2 separate regions of the Hordeum vulgare genome follow, and region 2 is linked to region 1. Evidence: chromatin contacts called from public Hi-C data. All regions are on one chromosome and are shown on one strand. Each heading gives the region's core, a stretch centred on a gene start, on an enhancer-like site or on the middle of the called end of the contact. The rest is flanking DNA. Distances are from core to core; before and after follow the strand shown.

Region 1 (6,215 bases), core at 2,934-5,433:
AGAGAGAGGGGGTGAGAGAGACAGAGAGAGTAACTGTCGGAGACAGGGGGACGTGGGGTGGGGGAGACGGCCGTTAGGGGTGCCCTCTCTTTGCCGTCCCCCCCCCCCCCGACGGCAAAGACGTGTAAGGAAGACGGCAAAGAGAGCAACCGTTATGAGGAGGGAGGGGGTGTGTGGTGGGCCGCCCCGTGCTCTTTGCCGTCTGCCCTCCTGCTCTTTGCCTTGAGCCAGCAGACGGCAAAGACCAGACTGATGGCAAATAGTATCTTTGCCATCAGTCTTCCCTTTGCCGTCCGTTTTCTTGTGACTGACGGCAAATAGTTTCTTTGCCATCAGCCAGCAGACGGCAAAGAAGAGGCTGACGGCAAATAACTGAATTCCAGTAGTGCTTAGAGCAAGTACAATAGTATAGTCAGCTGCTGGCTATAAGCTATTGCCATGTCATCTATAGTACATCTTATAGCCAACATGTACAATAGTTCATTGCAAAAGTGTACTACTTCTTTATTATATGGTCCACCTTTCATACTCACACAATGCCTAGGAGCACGTGCTAGAGCTGGCTCTTAGCTAAGAGCCCGCTTACCTTCTCTCTCCTCTTCTCTTTCCTCTAACTAAACAAAAAAATATTAGTTTATTCCTTATAGCCACCTGACTCAGCTCTATTGTACTTGCTCTTATGTTATTATCCACTGCGGAGGTAGTAACTTAGACTAGTAACATAGTCATGTTACTACTCTATGTTACTCCCCATTGTGAGTAGTCTAAGAGATGATGACCGTGTTGTTTATGCTATAATTACCAACTGCATGTTCCCTCGGTTTCAAAAATAATAATAATTACTAATTGTTCACTCTAAATCTACCAGTCTATTCACGCTAGAGCTAGCAGGGTGTTCATGTTACAAACAACATGTTAGTTATGTCGTCATCGAAATCGTCGTGCTATAGTTACCAACATGGGACAACCATAATTATCAGAAGTCGATGTTACAATTGTCCTCCGTTCTAAGTCGTAGTCGCCATCATAGTAGCGATGTAGTTACACACTGTGGCAGAGCTAGCGGAGAATTGAAGAGGGGGTCAAAGAGAAAATATGCACATTGGGGGGGAGCAAATGTAAACAATCTTCTTAATTTATGGCTGTAACTTTTTCCCTTCCGTAAATATGGAGTGGCTTGGGGGGGGGGGGGACAGCGCCCCCCTCAGCATTGCACATAGCTCCCCCACTGCTTACACGGGTGGTTCCAACGAGATTTTGTTTTGGAATAGATAACAACCCACATAATGTTGCGTGATATCAATATGTGATTATTATGGGTAACTCCTATAGTACCATGTCATAACTTCTTGCCTATAGAAACATTCAAATGTTCATACCTAGTAATTTTCATGTATACAAGTTGATAACTTACATACTACGGCTTGATAACTATTAGCCAAAAGAAGTTGTCGGGACATAGCAACACAGATCTACATTCCAAGATCTAGCCGTGACAAAATTAATGATGAAAATGAATTTTTAGTTTGATCAATGACTTAAGCTACAACAATTTTTTATTTTCAACATTGAAGAGGATGTTTAGTGCATGCAATTAATGAGTGACGGTGTAAACAATTTAATGCATGTATGTAATGGGTGTTGGTGGGACAAAATTAATGGTTCAAAATGATTTTGAATTTTATAGTCATGTTGATAACATGAGCATGTATGTAACTATAGTTTCTGAGCTGCAAAACATTTTGAACTTCATAGTTATAAGGTTGATCATATTATTACTATGATGAATTTATGACTGCGCTCCCTCATTACATACATGCATGCTCATATAGTTAGTAGGTTGCTCATGTTATCATCGCGCCAACATGTGTGGGGCTGGTGACCATAGTCCTGTGGGATGCATCAACGGAGTCGATAATCCCATCGCCCTAGCAGGACAATGTTGCCACCTAGGTAATGTCGACCTGAAGGCTCGTCCCATGAAATTAATAGTATAAGTATTTTGATACAAAGAAAATATTTTTGAAGTACTACCATCATTCAGTTTTATTAGTCCACTTGGCACTTTGTGCTCAATTTTTATCGTACATTTGACTAACAAATATAAATTTTATGTCACAAACTTATATTGTTGAATCATATTCGAAAGGGGTTTAATGATACAAATGTCCTAGTATGTAATTAAATTCTTAATAGTTAAATCAAAGGTTAATATTTGACCCAAAATACATGAGGAACTAATAATCCCGGACGGACATATATCGTACGCAACTACAAAAAAGTTACACGCATTTTTATTTTATTTTTGAAACTGAAGCAAAAGCTCCGCTTTTAGAGCATCTATAGCCGCACCCCCTACTTCCTTCTTAAACGTCTGAAGCGCCCGCCCGGTCAGTGTCCGGTCAAAAAAGGTAACCCAACCAGACACCTCATTTGGTCCCTATACGTCCAGACTAATTGACACCCCTCAACTCGAGATCAAATGTAAGGACAATATGAGGGCGCCCGGACATGACCGGGGGCGACCGGGCACTACACTTCATTTCATAGCGGCCCCATCTGTAGCGATCCGAAGAGAAGATACTCTTGCTCGTGTCGTCCGATAGGGACAAACTTATCTGTTAGTTGCATAGATGGATAAAATCTTGTTGTGTTAAGTTCATCTTATTCATGTATGTTGATGTCGTGAAAACATATTTTGCGATTAAAAAGAGCAGTGGAAACATATTTTCTAAATGAAAAAAAAGACGTGCAAACATCATTGTTTCATTTGTGAAGGAGATAAACCGTGTCTATGAATCTTCTATGTCATAAGTATAGAAGAATTATAGTCACGGTTCATATGCTTCATAAATGGTACAATAATGACTGAAGCTTATCTGAATTGGACGATCCGACTATTTAAACCGGTTGGTTAGGTCCTAAGGCGGCGAGGTGGGACTAAAACATCCGAAACCCACTGGATCAATACCGATATGAAAATCTTTGAGTATTTGGGTGTCCCTCCGGTCGAACACGGACATGATAATCGACGTGCATGTTTTTTGCTTCTATCTGATATTTTGAAAATAGGATAGGTGATTACAAATGGAAAAAAATGAGGTATGTCCGGTTACTGTTGACTTCAAATGGGGTGGAGGGGGTGTAGCATGTTGACCAAAGCAGATCAATGGAAATTTAGCCTCCTCCGGCGGCTACACGTGGTCTGCAAGCAGGGCGGGCGGGCAACTAAGAGCAACTACACTAAGATATAGTCAGCAGGCTGTAAGGATTAGAATATTATATTTTTGCTGAATTGGATGAGAGAGAGGAGGACAGAGGAGGAAAATGGGCTCTTCGTGAAGAGCTAGCTTTAGCACGTGCTCCTAGGTGCTTTGTGAGAATGAAAGGTGGCCATATATGATAAAAGTAGTATTCTTTTATAGCTAACTATTGTACCGCCTCCGTTCCAAAATATAAGACCTTTTAGAGATTTCACTAGGAGACTACATACAAAACAAAATGAGTGAATGTACACTCTAAAATATATCTATATACATCCGTATGTAGTTTATAGTGCAATCTCTAAAAGATCTTTTATTTAGGAACGGAGGGAGTACAAGCTAGCTATAAGATGAACTATAAGATGGCTTATAGCCAGCAGTTGGCTATACTATTAGGGCATGGTTAATAGTACAGCCAGTTGCTGGTTATATGATGTTAATACATCATCTATAATCAATTTTATAGCCCGTAAGTACGATAACTGCATCCGCAGCAAACAGAGCCGGCAAATTGGAGAGGCTACCACGCCGCCCACACGCTGGAAAAACCGCCACTTGATTGGTCGGTTTGGGCGCCGGTACCGGTGCTTTTCAGCGTAATCGCCGTCCCCGGACCTGGGTCTGAAAAGGCGAGAGAAGATTGACGATTCCGGTGATGTTTCAGCTTGTTACCCATCATCAGTGTACTTACTTGACGATCAGGTTTCACTCATCATCTCGCACGGAAGTGCGTCCTTGATAGCGCTTCTGAAACTTTTTGACTTTTTTTTTTCAGTTGAGTTGCTCTGAAACTTTTTGACATATCTGAAGATTCCGAGGGCTGATGTCTGAAACAGTTTTCAACGGAGTAGCCCGTGCGTACCGCAGTGCCTACCAAACAGTTGTCGGATTAGGATCGGACGTCGCGAGCCGTCCGGGCCGGGACTGATAACCGTTCCACTGGGGCGAGCGAGCGATCCATGGGGTGACGCGCGCCAGGGAACGGGGAAAGAGAGGTCCCTCCAACCACATGGCTTCAATTCCCGTCGAGATCACCACTGGCGCTTTCCAAGCTTACTAGTAGTACACGCGCGTCCGTGCCTTGAAGCGGCTCGTTGGAGCGGCCCGGAAGGCGGCCGGCACCGCGGCACGGTTACCCGTTACAACTAGTCGTCGGCGTCAATGGCCGCCGCTCCATCGGGTTAATTCCTTCCGTACGTAAGCCCGCTCCCACTCCACACGTGTGGAATTGCCGTTTCCTCGATGGATCCTCCACTCGGAACGAGAATGGTCGAGTTCTTAGAGCAAGTATAATAGTATAGTCAGCTGCTGGTTATAAGTCATTGTCATGTCATCTATAATTCATCTTATAACCAACATGTACAATAGTTTATTGTAAAAATATATACAATTTTTTATTATATGATCCACCTTTCATACTCACAAAAGGTCTAGCAGCACATGCTAGAGTTGACTCTTAGCTAAGAGCCCGCTTACCTTCTCTCTCCTCTTCTCTTTTCTCTAACTAAATAAAAAATATTATTTTATTCCTTATAGCCAGCTGACTCAATTTTACTGTATTTACTCTTAAAAGCAGGCGAGAGAGACGACTGACTGACAGAGATCCAGAGCATCATCAACACAATACTGCTATACAGTGTCCTGATATACAGTGTCCATGCATGCAACGTGGCGTGAGAAGTTGAGATCGAAAGGGCTGGCTTCAACAGATGAGGAGCCGGACGCCGGACGCAGTCAGATCAGTGGAGCTCCGAACTAGATCACTGTTAAGTTTGGTGGATTGAATAAGCTAATTGGTCCCATCACCTCATATTTGTAAGCATACGATAAGGTCCTCCCGGCAAAAGTTGATCATCATACATTGGACCCCAATCCCTAGATCTGCGTGATCCTGAGAGCCAAACACCACCACGAGGCCAATGTTTGGAACGCGACACGTTCCGCAGAGAACAGCTCCATCTTGCACTACGTGTTGGTGTTGGTTTGACCACGTGTAGGTTTCTGGATCCAGAACGAGAAAAATACTCCTCCGTCTTAAAATAAATAACTCAAAAACGATTTAGTTATGTACTAACTTTAGTATAAATTAGAATCATTTTGAAGTCATTTATTTTGAGACGGAGGGAGTACAATACTGAAATACCATGACTAGTTGAAAAAACTTTTCGTTCACGGATACTTAAAAGATGGGAAAAGATTGCATTCAACAGGCTGATCGCGCGCGCCCGTCTGCCGGCTTCGTGGCCGTTCGATCAGACAATCGACAGCATTGCGGAAGCCGCCTTTTGTTTTTTCCTGCAACTCACCTATTGTTTCAGGACAGTTTCCTGCAGCTCACCTATTGTTTCAGGACAGTTTCCTGCACTCGCGTTTCAGGATCAGTCGAGTTTCCTGCAGCTCACCTATTGTTTCAGGACAGTTTCCTGCAGCTCACCTATTGTTTCAGGACAGTTTTTTGCACTCGCGTTTCAGGATCAGTCGAGTTTCCTGCAGCTCACCTATTGTTTCAGGACAATTTTCTGCAGCTCGTCTATTGTTTCAGGACAGTTTCCTGCACTCGCGTTTCAGGATCAGTCGAGTTTCGTGCAACTCACCTGTCGTTTCAGGATCAGGACAGTTTCAGGATCCTGCAACTCGCCCAACGCCTCCGCCGGCCGCCAGCAACACGGGAGCGCCTACCACCACGCCGCACAGGTCAGCCCGTTCCACGTGCACCTCGACACCACCCACCCGCACCCGCCGCCGTCCTACTACTCCACCATGGACCACAACAAGGACACCTATGCCTACGGGCACACCGAAGGAAGTGCACAACAGCGGCGAACACACCTTCTTCTCCTCCCACGTCACCATCGACAGGGACCACCAGCACCACAACAGCGCCGGCGGCCACGGCCAGTGTTGTTTTAGTAATTATTTCCGCAACGCGTCCGTTGTTTGTGCAACTAAACA
Region 2 (6,192 bases), core at 3,508-6,007, 93 kb after region 1:
GACACAAGGGACTTCTTGTTTCTTAATTGCAGGGTTGCTTGAGAGAGACCATTTTCAACCTCTACTTCTGTGAGTTTGATAAACCTTAGGTTATCCACTTGAGGGAAATTGCTGCTGTCCTACAAACCTCTACGCTTGGAGGCCCAACATAGTCTACAAGAATAGAAGCGTGCGTAGACATCAGCTACCTTGCTGCACTTTATTTACATTTGTCCCTAGTTACTCGCTACAAATTATCTTGCTACCAAACTGTCTGTTACCGCTTATTTCAGTTCTTTCAGAAACTACCTTGTTGAAAACCACTTGTCATTTCCTTCTGCTCAATTGTCGGGGCCTCCCAAAGCTCCTTTTAATATTCCATCACTTCCTCGGTGTACCACGGAACACTTCGGACTCCGATGACCTTCATCCTATATATCAATATTCACCTCCGGACCATTTTGGAGTTACTCATCACGTCCACGATCTCATCCGGGACTCCGAACAACCTTCGGTCACCAACACAATGACTCAATTATGCTCATATAGTCACCGAACCTTAAGTGTGTAGACCATGCGGGTTCGAGAACTATGCAGACATGACCGAGACACTCTTCAGTCAATAACCAATAGCGAGACCTGGATGCCCATATTGGTTCCTACATATTCTACGAAGATCTATATCGGTCGAAGCTCGATGTCAAGGATTCAATCAATACCGTATACAAATTCCCTTTCTCCATCAATATGTTACTTTCCCGAGATTCGATCATCGATATGTCCATACCTAGTTCAATCTCGTTGCCGGAAAGCCTCTTTACTCATTACGTAATACAAGAGCACGTGACTAACTCTTTTGTCACATTGCTTGCAAGCTTGTTGTGATGTTGTATTATTGAGTGGGCCCTGAGATACCTCTCCGTCACACGGAGTGACAAATCCCAGCCTTGATCCATGCCAACTCACCAGACACCCTCAGAGATACCTGTAGAGCACCTTTATATTCACCCATTTATGTTGCGACGTTTGATACACACAAGGTACTCCTCCGATGTCAGTGAGTTGCATGATCTCATGGTCATAGGAATAGATACTTGACATGTAGAAAACAATAGCAATAAACTGACACAATCATATACTATGTTTATAGTTTGGGTATTCTCCATCACATCATTCACCTAATGCTACATTCCCGTTATTAAATGGCAACTCATGTCTATGAAAAGGAAACCTTGACCATATTTGATCAACGAGCTAGTCCATTAGAGGCTCACTAGGGACAGTGTGTTGTCTATGTATCCACACATGTATTTGAGTTTCCATTCAATACAATTCTAGCATGGACGATAAACTATTATCATGAACAAGGAAATATAATAATAACTACTTTATTGTTGCCTCTAGGGCATATTTCCAACAATTTACGCCTCCACCGCAATAGCCTCCACTACTGCCTTCTTTTGGGGAGTTTCAGTAGTTTTTGGGAGGACCACCGGGACCGCGAGAGGCGACATTCGCAGAAGATTTAAAGGCACGAGCCCCGTACCGTTGAACATCTCGACTCGCTGGTCAAAACTGGAGACCATGCCGAAAAGTTCATCCATGGTGAGGAAATCAGTGCATACATCGAGAGCAGAGATCAATGGTTGATAGTCCATATCAGGTCCACCGACAATGAAGGAGATGAGCTCGTCTATGGAGATGGTTTTCCGGCCGCGACTAGTTCATCTGACAAAGATATCATGTGTACAAAGAAGGTCGCGACACTCTGAGAACCTTTCTGGGCGTCGGTCAGAGCTTGGCAACACTTGTTTACACGGGAACAAGATTGAGAAGGTAACATATTGGCTAGTGCAGATCATATTGTGTGGTGCAGATCAAACTAGTGAGACTACTTGAACCAACACTTCTTTGGACAGGTTGCGCAAGAGTATTTGTTGATCCTGAATTAGCCAAGGGCTATAGGCAGGATTGGAAGAGGTTTGATGCTTCTAGAAGAATTTTGGGTGGTGATAGTTTTTGGTGGTTCGAGGACTGTTTGATCGAGGTACCCATATAGCCATGTCCCCATGATCTGGGAACGAGCTTGGGCTCGTCATAGGATGTAACTCGTTCGAGAGAGAGACTCAGAGGTATTGTTGTTCAGACCGGTGGATATGACTTGGCTGGAGGAGGACATGGTGATGGTAGATGGGTTTTGCATGCGGCTCGGCAGAGAGGAAGAAGACTAGATGTGGGGGAAGAAGAAAGCTCTGTATACCATGTCACGAATTGTATAAGCGTCTCTACCTCCCATACATCAGGAGGTCGCATCTTATAACTACTAACAGTTATATAAGCGTCTTTACCTCCCATGTCAAGAATTGTATACTAGTAGTTAGAGATTGGCGAGAGAATCTCTCGAGAGAGATTACAATGTTTGGTTGGGAGAGAACAACTGTACGGAGTACATGAGGGATGGAGATAAGATAGATACAAGTTTAAACAAACAAAATCTATCCCTAACTCCTAGCAGACTTGACATCCAAGCCAAGGGCAGGTGCAGCCGCACCACACACGTGATCTCTCAATATCTCTCAATATCAAGTTGTTTAACATCCTACCTTAATCAAAACTTCACCAAGTTTAGAGTACGCATGGATTCTTCAAAAAAAATGTGGGTCTTCGAGTGAACGAAACATATTTCTAGCTCTTTGCTAGCAACTCATTCCTTGACAAAATGATAATCTATTTCCATATGGTTTGTACTTGCATGGAAAACAGGGTTAACTGATATATATATATATATAGCACCAAGATTGTCACACGCCCCGACCCGCCTACTTCCTCTCCCCTCTCGATCCAAGTCAAGGGCAGGTGCAGCTGCACCACATACGTGATCTCTCAATATCTCTCAACATCATGTTGTCTAACACTCAAGAGACAACCTTGAAAGTATACAAGTTCAGTTTTGCTAAGTCTCGGTTGGCTAAGACTTGGTTGTATCCGAGTTAATACTAAGTACTCCCTCCGTCCGGAATTACTTGTCGCACAAATGTATAAAAATGGATGTATCTAGAACTAAAATACATCTAGATACATCCATTCCCGTGACAAGTATTTCCGGACGAAGGGAGTATTACATTGAGATCCGTGTAAAATATTCTTTTTAATATTTTTTTCTTAGATGCTAGTATTTCATTTGATCGGTTAAGTCTTAGACCCTGTTTGGTTCCAATAAGTCAGGTGACTTATAAGTCAGGTGACTTAAAACCAGTGACTTATAAGTCACCCTTGTTTGGTTGTCACCTGACCACACCAGCGACCTCGTCACTAGACCCGCGCTCTGGACGCCGCCCGGCATGACGGCGCTGTGGTCGTCGTCGACCTCGCCGAAGAACGGCTCGCCGGAGTAGCGGAGCATGCAGGCGTCGAGCCAGACGACGGCGTCCTTCTTGGACGAGCACAGGCGGTGCTGCAGCCGGCGGGACGGGGCGGGGCGCAGCGGGGCGCTGCAGCCGGCGGGCGGGGCGAGGTGCTGCAGCCGGCGGGGCGGGCGCGACGGCCGGCGGGGCAGGGGCGGGGCGCGGCGGGGCGCGACGGCCGGCGGGGCAGGGGCGGGGCGACAGGGCCGGCGGGGCAGGGCGCGGCGCGGCGGCCGGCGGGGCCGGGGCAGGGGCGGGGCGAAGCTCCTGCCGGCCATGGTGGAGACCGGGCGGCGAGCGGAGGAGGCGAGCCGATCCGGGCATTGGGCGAGGCGGAGCTCGCGCTTCTGGCCTGGGCGAGCCGAGCTCGCTCGCGATGGAGCTCAGCGGCGGCGAGGGCAGCAGCGGTGCGCGGTGGGGAGGGCAGCAGCCGGCGAGGCGCGCTGCGCGGTGGGAGCGGCGGCGAGGCGCGCTGCGCGGCGGCGGCGAGGCGCGCTGCGCGGCGGCGGCGAGGCGCGCTGCGCGGTGGGGAGCGGATGGGGCGGTGGGCACGGGTGGGATGGGGCGGTGGGCACGGGTGGGAAAAAGTGGTGGGACCCATCAAAAAGTAGGTGACTTATAAGTTTTAAGTTGGGGTATAGCAACTTATGACTTATAAGTTGGGGTGACTTATAAGTTAGGCCCTTTTGGCAAAATAAGTCACTTTTTGCACTTTTTAACTTATAAGTTGGTGACTTATTTGTAACCAAACAGGGCCTTAGTCGACAAAGGCCTAAACACATCCATGCAAGTTTGTGAACTGAAATAAAAGGTTTCTGGCAAACCAACCTGTGGTTGGATGGTTAGAGAGACCGTGGTATTTCTAGCTCATCAGGGTTTAAATCCTGGTGCTTGCATTGTTTCTGGATTTATTTCGAGATTTTCGACGATACGCTTTCAGTGGAAGCGGTGACTTCGTAAATCTCAAGATGACATGCCGACCCCGTCTTTCGAAGGTGCTCATAGAGGTAGCGTGTGCGTGTGTATGCACGTGTATATGAGCGCTTGCGTCTGCAATGTATTAAAAAAAGGTTTTTGAACAATATTTAATCCAACGGCCTCGGTCGCGCCACATGCTATTCTGTTGCCCTTATTCCCCACGTTTCACCCCCTCGTGCCGTGTCCGTGCCCACCGCACCAGCCCACCAGAGCGTTTACTCAAGGAGTCGTCAGGTAGGATCACATCAACGTCTCCTGTTCTTCCTTTTCTATGCCCAATTCTATCCGCCCGTCCGTCCGCCGTCCAGACAGACTCGAGGGAGTCCGGGGGCAGAACGGTCACTCGCGCGGGCACCCCACCCTACAAACGAAGCTGGTTCCCTTTTAAAATCCGCGCTGGCCTGTACCGTGTGAGAGACAGAGGAGCAAACAGAGGCTACCCCGCCCCGACCGAAGCCGCCAGAACACAAACCACCTCCTCTTCCCTCTCTCCTCGGCGCCAGCGGCACAGCGGTGAGCCCCCGCCGCCGCCGCCTCCGTCTCCTCCTGTTCACGGAAAGGTCGGTCTCCTCGCCTCCGCCGCATTCCTCTCTCCCGCGCGTGTGTTGGGGGGGGACGGTTCTTGGTCGGACACGCCCGGGGCGCGAGAGAACATGCGGCAGCGGCGAGCCTGTCGGTCCGGCGCGGCCTCTTCTTCTGGGCGCTTCCGCGGTGCCTGGCCGGCCTTTGCAGCCAGGGAAATCGTTACGACCCCTGCTGCTCTTGCCGGATCTCGAGCTTAGCTTAGGGGAGCTCGCGCCCCGTCCCGCCGCGGGATTTGGGTGTTCCGTTTGGCGCCTTTTTTCTTGGCTTGAATGAAAGTTTTTTTCCTTCAGTTTTCTCCGGCTTGCTGCGCTGTTGTTGCGCGGTTCGCTTCGACCCTCGGCTCCTGCTCGTATGCTGCTGTTGGTTGCGAGTAGTTGATTTCCATGGCGTCTCTGCACTGTGCAGTGCTTATACGGAGTGCTGTTTTTATTGTTGCTGATGTTCTTTTTATGTGTGCGAAATTTTCAGGTTAGGATCGCCGATTCGTAGGCCATTCGATTTGGCGCGCAGTTTCTAGCCGTGCTTCCCATGGCCGGGTCCATCGCGGCCTCGGCCTTCTTCCCGGGGTCTCCGGCGGTGCCGCCGCCGCCCAAGAGCGCCCTCGGCGAGCGTCCGGACAGCCTGGACGTCCGCGGCATCGCCGCGAAGCAGGCCTCGTCATCCTCCGCCGTGAGGGCCGGCAGGACGCGCGCCCACGCGGCCGTCCCCAAGGTGAACGGCGGCGCCGGCAAGTCCGCGCTGGCGGACGCGGAGCACGATACCATGTCCTCGGCGGCGCCCAGGACGTTCTACAACCAGCTGCCCGACTGGAGCATGCTCCTCGCGGCCATCACCACCATCTTCTTCGCCGCCGAGAAGCAGTGGACGCTGCTCGACTGGAAGCCCAAGCGGCCCGACATGCTCGTCGACACGCTGGGTTTCGGCACCATTGTACACGACGGGTTCATGTTCAGGCAGAACTTCTCCATCAGGTCCTATGAGATTGGGGCTGACAGGACGGCGTCCATTGAGACGCTCATGAACCATCTGCAGGTGAGTTTATCGCCGCGATTTCAACGCGCAATAAGACTGCTCTATCTGGTTATTGGGCACTGACATGTTTTTTGGTCTGATGCAGGAAACTGCACTCAATCATGTGAAGGTGGTTGGGCTGCTCGGAGATGGTTTTGGTTCCACACCGGAGATGAGTAAAAGGAACTTGTTCTGGGTTGTCAGCCAAATGCAGGCGATCGTCGAGCGTTATCCA

What was found. Hi-C and Micro-C count contacts between places; a contact is called where the count stands out from the background.
Region 2: a Hi-C map of leaf shows a contact between it and region 1, with 3 times the contacts expected there. The contact joins the promoter of LOC123412447 here to the enhancer-like site in region 1. A contact is called at or near these places in 2 of 6 Hi-C or Micro-C datasets (both in leaf).

The regions. Positions count from the first base shown.
Region 1 is chr7H:492,406,453-492,412,667 of MorexV3_pseudomolecules_assembly, forward strand. No RefSeq gene overlaps it. Among protein-coding and RNA genes, the nearest start is that of LOC123412447, 94 kb to the right of the region's middle. Within about 2 kb of position 4,184, at least 3 of the 3 cell types and tissues checked have open chromatin away from gene starts, as enhancers often do. A contact at or near this core is called in leaf, where this site is marked.
Region 2 is chr7H:492,498,458-492,504,649 of MorexV3_pseudomolecules_assembly, forward strand. LOC123412447 (palmitoyl-acyl carrier protein thioesterase, chloroplastic-like) reads left to right here and starts at 4,758. Exons shown (of 7, transcript XM_045105395.1): 1 at 4,758-4,921; 2 at 5,415-5,978; 3 at 6,064-6,192. The coding sequence starts at 5,475.